2 separate regions of the Mus musculus genome follow, and region 2 is linked to region 1. A link is a contact called in public Hi-C data. All regions are on one chromosome and are shown on one strand. The core of a region is the stretch at or near the end of the contact, and the rest is flanking DNA. Distances in the headings are between cores, read along the strand shown.

Region 1 (3,972 bases), core at 486-2,985:
GGCTTTGTTTGTTTTTTCGAGACAGGGTTTCTGTGTAGCCCTGGCTGTCCTGGAACTCACTCTGTAGACCAGGCTGGCCTTGAACTCAGAAATCCACCTGCCTCTGCCTCCCGAGTGCTTGGACTAAAGGCGTGCGCCGCCACTGCCCAGCTTCTCCACCCATTCTTTTATTTCAGTTTTGAGATAGGATCTCACGTAGTCTAGGCTGACGTTCTGATCTTCACAGGCTGAACCACTGCATGTTTTGTGCAGTGCTGGGAATTCGTGCAAAGTAAGTACTCTACCAGCTACTCCACACTCCAGGCCCCTCCCTCCCTCCCTCCGTCCCTCCCTTCCTTTCTCTCTCTTTCTTTGGAAATAGGATCTCATTATGAAGCCCAGGCTGGTCTTAAACTTACTGCAATCCTCCTGCTTCAGCCTCTGGAGTACTAAGGTTAGATATAGACCAGAACACTGTTCCTATGAAATGAAGAGTCTCTCAGTACTGGGATTCTGCAGATAAAGAGATCCACCAGCGCATGGATCTGAGGCAGACACTCATCTAATTAGCCACGGCTGAAAGTTTTTCCCATGCCAGAGGACGGTGGGGGAGAAAACACAAAACTTGGGAACTTTCCATTTGCAAGAATGCTGCTTATCAGCCCACGGTCTGGACCCAACTCTGGCTTTAGGGATAACTGAGCTCTCAGGGACTACACTGAAGTGTCTCCAGCTGGCCATGGTGGCACATGACTTTAATCTCAGCACTCCAGAGAGGCTCTAGGCCAGCCTGGGCCACAGTTTCAGGACACACAGGGTTATATGTAGAGATTGTCTCCAAAAAAAGAAAAGGAAGAAGTGTCTCAGTACTCAGCTGCTTGGATGCTTGGAGATCCCAGAGGAAGGCATTCAACTACATCTGTCTGCAGGGGAACGCCACAGGCCAGGACCTGCACATGGGTGCGGCACTGACCATTCGGCTACAGACTTCTTGTCTGTTTGTTTGAGGCAGGGACTCACGTTACATTCCAGGCTAGCCTGGAAAGACATGTAGTCCAAGCTAGCCTTAAACATAACATTTTCCTGCCTCAGCCTCCTAGCTGCTAGGATTACAGATATGAGCCGCCACGCTCAGCCCAGACATTTATTATAAATACAACTGGAGGAGGCTCACTTAGTTTTACTTGGGAGGTCACAAATTATTTTTTCCCAGCCTTTTCCCATTAAGCTAAGCTGGTATCTATGCTGGACGACTGCCTAATTCTCATAGAGGTTCATGTATGGTAACAAACTGTTTTGTGACAGAATCTCAGGTAGCTCAGACTGGCGTGGGACTTGTTCTATACCCAAGGATGTCCCTGAACTTCTGGTCCTCCGAAGGATTTCAAACCTGAGTCGTAACAGCAACCGCAGTCTAAGAGACTGTTCCCTGAACTTGGGTGCCACAGAGCACAGGACCACGTGAGCTGACACTTATATCCCGGCTCCACAGCTTCCAGTAATTCACTGGATTCACCACCGAGGAAGGTGGGGACTGAGTGGAGAGGGAGCCGTGGAGGAATGTCGCCGCTGTGGTGCCTTCTCCCTTTGCAGAGAGATGCAGGTGTGAGAGGTATGCTATTGTTACCCCTTAGCTTCACAAGGGAACCAGTAAGCCCGGTCCGATTCCTTCCTCCTCGCCAGCAGCATCATTTGGGCAGCAGAGCCTGTGCCGCATCCCTGTCTGTAATTACTCAACACAGATTTTTCTGACTGTCTAGTCGCTTCCACTTCCTCATCTTCTACATTGTCTGAGAGAGCGAGTCAGAGTTGGTGAGACCAAGGAGGAAAATGAATGACTCGGAATCTCTGAAGGGGAAGTGTGAGGTGCTTCCAGCACGGACTAGAGAGTCAAAGACCTCAGGCCTCCTGGCTCTCTGCTGCTCATTCCCCTCCGCATGGCTCTTTCCTTCCTCTCTTTCTGTCATTCGTCTGCTCTCTGGGAGTCTAGGCTCAGGCTCTCTCTCCCTCTGGATGCTACGGGAAAACACACTGGGTCTACTCACAAAGTAAAGACGCAGAATGAGACATGCAACATGGTGCGCAAGAGACGCAGGACTCCGGAGCGGAACTTACCCCACGCTTTAGGCTCCGGAAGCAGTGGATTTTGGGTTTGGAGGTCATGAACTCGTTGAAGCGGTGGGAGAGGGGTTCCTTTGGCTGCTTGGGAGACTGGGGGCCGTTGGGAACAGCAGAGGGTGAGGCAGAGGCAGGGGGCGGAGGGGGAGGCTGATGGGGGGATGTTAAAAGGGACATAAGCTACAATGTGAGGGGTGGAATGACGACAGAAAAAAAAAATCAGAAACAAGAAGACACAAAACAGAAATAAGCATCAAATCATATTCAAGATCCAAAGCAAGTAAAACACAAACCATTAATATCGATGCCACGGTACAAAAGAAATCATGGAGGATGCGGTCCACAGAGGGGGCGGAAAGGAGAGGGTCCGTGAGTACGCGACAGGACAGCAGAAGATCATGACCCAAAGCTCATGCAGACAGTGACATGCAATCTAGGCTCTCGTTAGTCGTTCTAGAACCAGTTTAAGCCAGAGGTAAACACGTCCACATCTAAGCTAACGCAGTTCGATGGGGGAGAGGGGGTCTAAAACAGGGGGACAGTCCTGTCCTGGAAAACTCAGACAATCAGTCTAATCTAAGGTTAATGCAGTAAGGCCACTTCCATCCGGTTTAGGCCGCCGGGTTAGCTGTCATGCACCTACATACCACGCTATGAAAAGAAAAGGGAAAAATATTCACAGAGACAGGTTAACGTGTCAAAACCAAGGTCAGGCTGGCAAGCTTGATTAGATGGGACTCGGTCCCCTTGCTCCCAGCAGTCTGGGAGGATGGGGGTGGGTGACAGGGCTGTGAGGTCAGTGATGTTAGTGTGGGTGACCCGGTCCTGGGACAACGCATCTGCAATAAGACAGAGGCCATGGCAAAGACTCCAACACCAGAGACAGACCGTTTGAATCGTGAATTGAACGCAGCACACTAACTGTCCTCTCTCGCTCTCTGGAAGTCCAGATCTTAGTTTGATTAAGACCAAAAGATAAACTCTGAGACTCTGCATCTGTAGCTCACAGCCCACGCAGGGTCCAAATGGCCAGTACCTTGTTTTTCTTGATGAATGGCCAGAGCTTGCCTCTGGACTTGCCGCCAAATCTGAGCTCAGGCTTGCCTTCTTTGGAGCTGGAAAGGCTGTTGTCTGACACTGTGCGTTTCATTGGCTGTGTGTAATCTTCGAATTCAATGTCTCCAGGAGGCTCGAATCCTGACTTATAGGCTTCTACGACCAGCTGGGAGTCCTGCAATCACACCCAGGGACAGGCAGGTCACCACCAGAGTGGCGATGATACAGACCAAGGAGGACCCAAGAAATGCTACTGAGAATCCCACTCTTTCTCAGCACTGTGGTCCTCAGCACTGTGTTTATTGCTAGAGAGATTGTCTCACAAAGTTTTGCCTCCACCTCCCATGATGCTTTGCTTTTGAAGGACTCATCCTTTGTCCACGTGTTGTATGACGTGTCACTGAACCCTTAAACAGGGTGCCTGGAGGGAGCTTCGCTTAGACGGTTAAACTTTTCTGAGAGATCTTGAACTGGTGACATAATTATGAAGAAAAAAGAAATTCCAGTCAAGGTAAGATTGGTTTGAGCACCTCAGGTAGAAAGCTCTCCTGTAGGATGCAGTCAGAGGGGGGAGGGTGCTGTTCCTTTTGGACCACTGATAATTTTTTTCTTACAAATGTGGCAGAGGCCCCTGAAGGATGCTCAAAGCCAACATGTCTTAATGAAATGGGAGGCAAGATATCTTACCATCAAAACTCTACACAAGAAAACCACCTATTGCCTGGCACTTTCTCTTACAGAAATCTACCATTTAAAACATTCCAAGGCAGCAGGGCACACCAGACTGATAAAACTTTTCAGAGATCATTAAAAGTGGAA
Region 2 (4,032 bases), core at 1,043-3,542, 130 kb after region 1:
AGAGGCTGAAGCCCAGGATGGTACCTTGTAAGAGATGCCCATCTTTTTTTTTTTTTAAAGATTTATTTATTCATTTATTTTATTTTTTAAGATTTATTTATTTATTATATGTAAGTACACTGTAGCTGTTTTCAGACACTCCAGAAGAGGGCGCCAGATCTTGTTACCGATGGCTGTGAGCCACCATGTGGTTGCTGGGAATTGAACTCAGAACCTCTGGAAGAGCAGACAGTGCTCTTAAGCACTGAGCCACCAGCTCCAGGAGACACCCATCTTGAGAGGAGTTAGTGATGACGTCAGTCGCTGTCCCAGTGGAAGCTTAAAGCTTCCAGCTCTGAAGCATCGGCCGAGAGCCTCCCTGGACTCTCTCTGTTGACCGCCAGGAGCTTGACTCTGGGAAAAACCCATTTGGAATCCATCTGCCTTTCACCAGGACCCTTGTCCCAAAACCCTCTCTGTTGCTGAGGGACGTGGCTGTGTAGGTATGAATTCTGTCTCCTTGCCCAGAAATCTTAGAACAAAATAGTGTAAGACATTTTTACATTAAAAGGCCTCTAGACTTGGGATATGCAAAACCATGTTACCCAAGACTCACATGATAATCAAGTGCCCCAGACACCTCTCCCTGGAGCACCGGGGCAGAAGCTGAAGCCCTGGGTGTCTTGATTGCATTTTAATGGACACTCAAGAGTCTTGGATATGGGTCCTTTTAAAAGGATGTTCCATGCTGTCAGGATCATTTAGTGGGTAAAAGCCCTTGCTACCTAGCCTGATGACCTGAGTTCAGTGCCCTGGTTCCACATGATAGAGGAGAAAACTGACCTGACTCCGGCAAGTTGTCCTCTGGCCTGCACTGTGCACCACGCACGACTCTGTCCCAGGCACACCTTGCCTGTGACCTCCAGTTGCCCCTCTTCACCATGCCTGTTCCTCAGCTGCAGCCCTGGAGCAATGGTAATTGCCCTTCTTCCTGCCGAGCCTCTCACGTCTGTCTTTGCACCAGGATGCTGTGCAGTGAGTACTCGTGGACCTGCTCGCTTGCCCACACTCCCAGGTGTTTCCTTTGCTTTTACTCAGCAGTGGCAGTGTCACTGCCTCGGCTCCCTTTTCTAAGATGGTGGTTAAGAGGGCTGATCTATTTTGTGCCAGTCATGTTTTTAACTGTGAGTGGATGTGTACATATCCAAAAAGATGCAAATTAAGGCATCCCATGTAACAGCCAGTGAATGCTGGTAGACTGGAAGTATGTATTTTACATGTAGGAGGTGTTTAAGACGCTTGCTAGGGCTGAGAAGAATGAGACATCTTTGTCACATAAATGTACTGAGGCCCAGAGAGTGGAAGTGAGAGATAGACACTTACCTGACTGAGCTGGGGCTGGAGGCCAGGGCTTCCTGCTGGTGCTTGTCTCTCCTCTCAGGTTTATATGCTGTGCACCCAGAGTGGGAGCAAGCAGTGCTGGATGCAGGGTGAGAGGCAGTGCTTGCAGGTTGGCTGCTTTTCAGGGGAGGTGGAGCTGTGCCACTTCAGAGATGAAGGTCATCAGGGCCAAATCAATCAAGGCTGGGTCGTCGTGACTTCCGAGCCTTTCATTGTCCCAGCATGGGTGTTTAATTGAGGACCGAAAGTCAAACTGGCCAGGATGTGAGTGTGGCCTTTTCCAGTGGGCAGTGTTGTATTCTGGGAAAAGCCACTGCCATTCAATAGTAGACTGCTCTGGCAATGGCTTCCCTTTTGACCTTCAGTGAGGAGTCACCAGAACAGGAAAGTACCCAGGAGATAAACAAGAAGCCCAGTGTACGTCAGGCTGTGTATGGTCTCATCATCTCTCTATTCGTGCTCCTTTCCCAACTGACCATCCCCCACTACTTCCTGTCCCTCGCCCACTTCTCAACCACAGAAAGTCACCCCAATATGCTGAATATATTGTTTGGGACATTTGTATATTCTCGTAAGTAATGTCTGCGGTTCGCTTGGTTTTTGTTTTATGTATGTTTTAAATGTATAGAAAGTGTTGTCTGCAGATATAACTGTTTAAAATCAGTGACACTGCCAGGTAGTGGTGCACATGTTTAATCCCAGCACTTGAGAGGCAGAAGCAGGTAGATCTCTGTGAGTTCGAGGCCAGTTTGATTTACTTAGTGAGGACAGCCAGGGCTGAACAGGGAAACCCTATCTGGAAAAAATATAAATTAGTGACACTTTTCCCATCAGCTGTTCTGCTGTCTGCATCCTGATGGCTGATTTTAGCCACACCTCCATGTTCCATGGGCTGCATCCTCATGGGTTCCTCTGCTGTCCTGAGAGACAGGAGTACATGCAGTTGCCAGCTGCAGTCTATATGCTACTGCAGAGTACTGGAATAGCCTTGTCTCCTACTTCTGAGCTCTCCTAGGGACCTGTCCTTTGAAAGTTTCCTTGAATGTTGTCAGATTGCCCACCTCGTGGCTGCACCACTTTCTACTTTGTCTGGGAGCTGAGCTCTGTCACCATCCTCTCACTATAAGTGGCCTCTTGATGTGAGCCAGTCTGGTGTGTATAAACTGTTGGGGTAGTCTGTCTTCTCAGTGTCCCCACTGGGGACTCTCATTGCAGGCTTCTATTGCTTACGTATTGGATTTTCTCATTGTCTAGCTGTTCTACATGAGCAAAAGTCTTCTGTGTTCCTTGTCTGGCTACACATGCAAGTCTTGTCTCCAGTCATTATGGTCATTAGGCTAGTCAGCAGTGTGTGTTGTTGAATGAAAGTTTTGACTGTGATAGAGCCCCACCATCTAATTTCATCTTTGGGGCCATGCTGCTTGGGTCCTAGGGGCCCTTTGTGATCCCAGGTCACAAGGCAAGTTTCATTCACAGCCGAGCTCATCTGGAATCGCCCGAAAGTGAATCGAAGATAGTGAGCCCAGCTTTACTTCCCTCCTCCTCCTCCTCCCCCTCCTCCTCTTTTCCTTTCTTTCTTTTTTTAGAGGGAGGAGTTGGTTTCTCAAGACAGGGTTTCTCTGTGCAACCCTGGCTTCCTGGAACTCCCTCTGTAGACCAAGCTGGCCTCAAACTCAGAGATCCACTGCCTGTAACCTCGAGCTTTTCCACCCACACTCAAGTTCACAAAAGAATGACACTGAGATTTAGGGTTTCAGTGCCTAGGCCGATAGCTTTGGCTTGTTCCCCAGCTAGCTCATAACTTAACTACCCATTTATTGTATTCTAAATCCTGCCTTGTGCTTGGTTACCTCTCCTTGGTTACATGCTACAGTCCCCTTCAGTGTTCCAGGGTGTATATCTCCCCAACCCCCAACACCCCCCAACACCCCCCACACCTCACTATCCCAGAATTCCTCTCTCTGTACCGGACCTTCCACCTCACTATTTCCTGCCTAAGCTAATAGACCAACAGCATTTTATTGACAGGTGATCCTTCCATACATTGCACAAGAGATTCTCTCTACCTGCTTCTGCCTTCCAATCGCTGGGATCAAAGGTGTGCACCACCACTGTGCGGCTGCTTTACTCTCTTCTAGGTGTCGGTTCCAGAGGATTGTTTTTAAGATTTATTTATTTATTGTGTATAAGTACATTGTAGTGTCTTCAGACACTCCAGAAGAGGGAGTCAGATCTTGTTACAGATGGTTGTGAGCCACCATGTGGTTGCTGGGATTTGAACTCAGGACCTTCAGAAGAGCATTCAGTGCTCTTAATGACCGAGACATCTCTCCAGCCCCCCCCCCCCCATGGTTTTTTTTACCACTGTAGTCACTAAGTAGTCTGTCCTTTCCCACCAAGCTGGACTGGCTTCCTCTTCCATCAAGCTTGTGTACGTGTGTGGGTCTTCCTTCTGCACTGTCGTATCTGCCACACTGCTTCACTCCCCTTGGAGATTAATGTCCTGCTCCTGTTTCATGTACTTATTACTGTGCTATTCCAGCGTCTTCATGTGTGACGGTGTGCACACGTCCTGTGCTCTGTGTACTTTAAGAGTCTTATTTGTCCTTGAGTTCCTTCCTACAGGAGTCGGGGTGGACATAGAAGGAAGGA

Evidence for each region. A called contact is a pair of places that touch in the nucleus more often than the background predicts.
Region 2: a Hi-C map of bone marrow-derived macrophages shows a contact between it and region 1, with 42 read pairs. The contact joins two enhancer-like sites. A contact is called at or near these places in 2 of 39 promoter capture datasets (the C10 cell line and liver), 3 of 484 Hi-C or Micro-C datasets (bone marrow-derived macrophages and nephron progenitors), 7 of 115 datasets of contacts at active chromatin or transcription factors (the HPC-7 cell line, Th17 cells, embryonic stem cells and 3 more) and 3 of 9 other capture datasets (adipose tissue, liver and pancreatic islet).

The regions. Positions count from the first base shown.
Region 1 is chr2:31,050,891-31,054,862 of GRCm38.p6, forward strand. It overlaps Fnbp1 (formin binding protein 1), which reads right to left. Exons shown (of 17, transcript NM_001177648.1): 9 at 3,134-3,328; 10 at 2,095-2,277. Among named protein-coding and RNA genes, the nearest start is that of Gm39786, 56 kb to the left of the region's middle. Within about 2 kb of position 1,736, at least 32 of the 459 cell types and tissues checked have an H3K27ac peak or open chromatin away from gene starts, as enhancers often do. A contact at or near this core is called in bone marrow-derived macrophages, where this site is marked.
Region 2 is chr2:31,178,634-31,182,665 of GRCm38.p6, forward strand. The region is part of intron 9 of Gpr107 (G protein-coupled receptor 107); the gene reads left to right. Among named protein-coding and RNA genes, the nearest start is that of Gm22516, 9.0 kb to the right of the region's middle. Within about 2 kb of position 2,293, at least 38 of the 459 cell types and tissues checked have an H3K27ac peak or open chromatin away from gene starts, as enhancers often do. A contact at or near this core is called in bone marrow-derived macrophages, where this site is marked.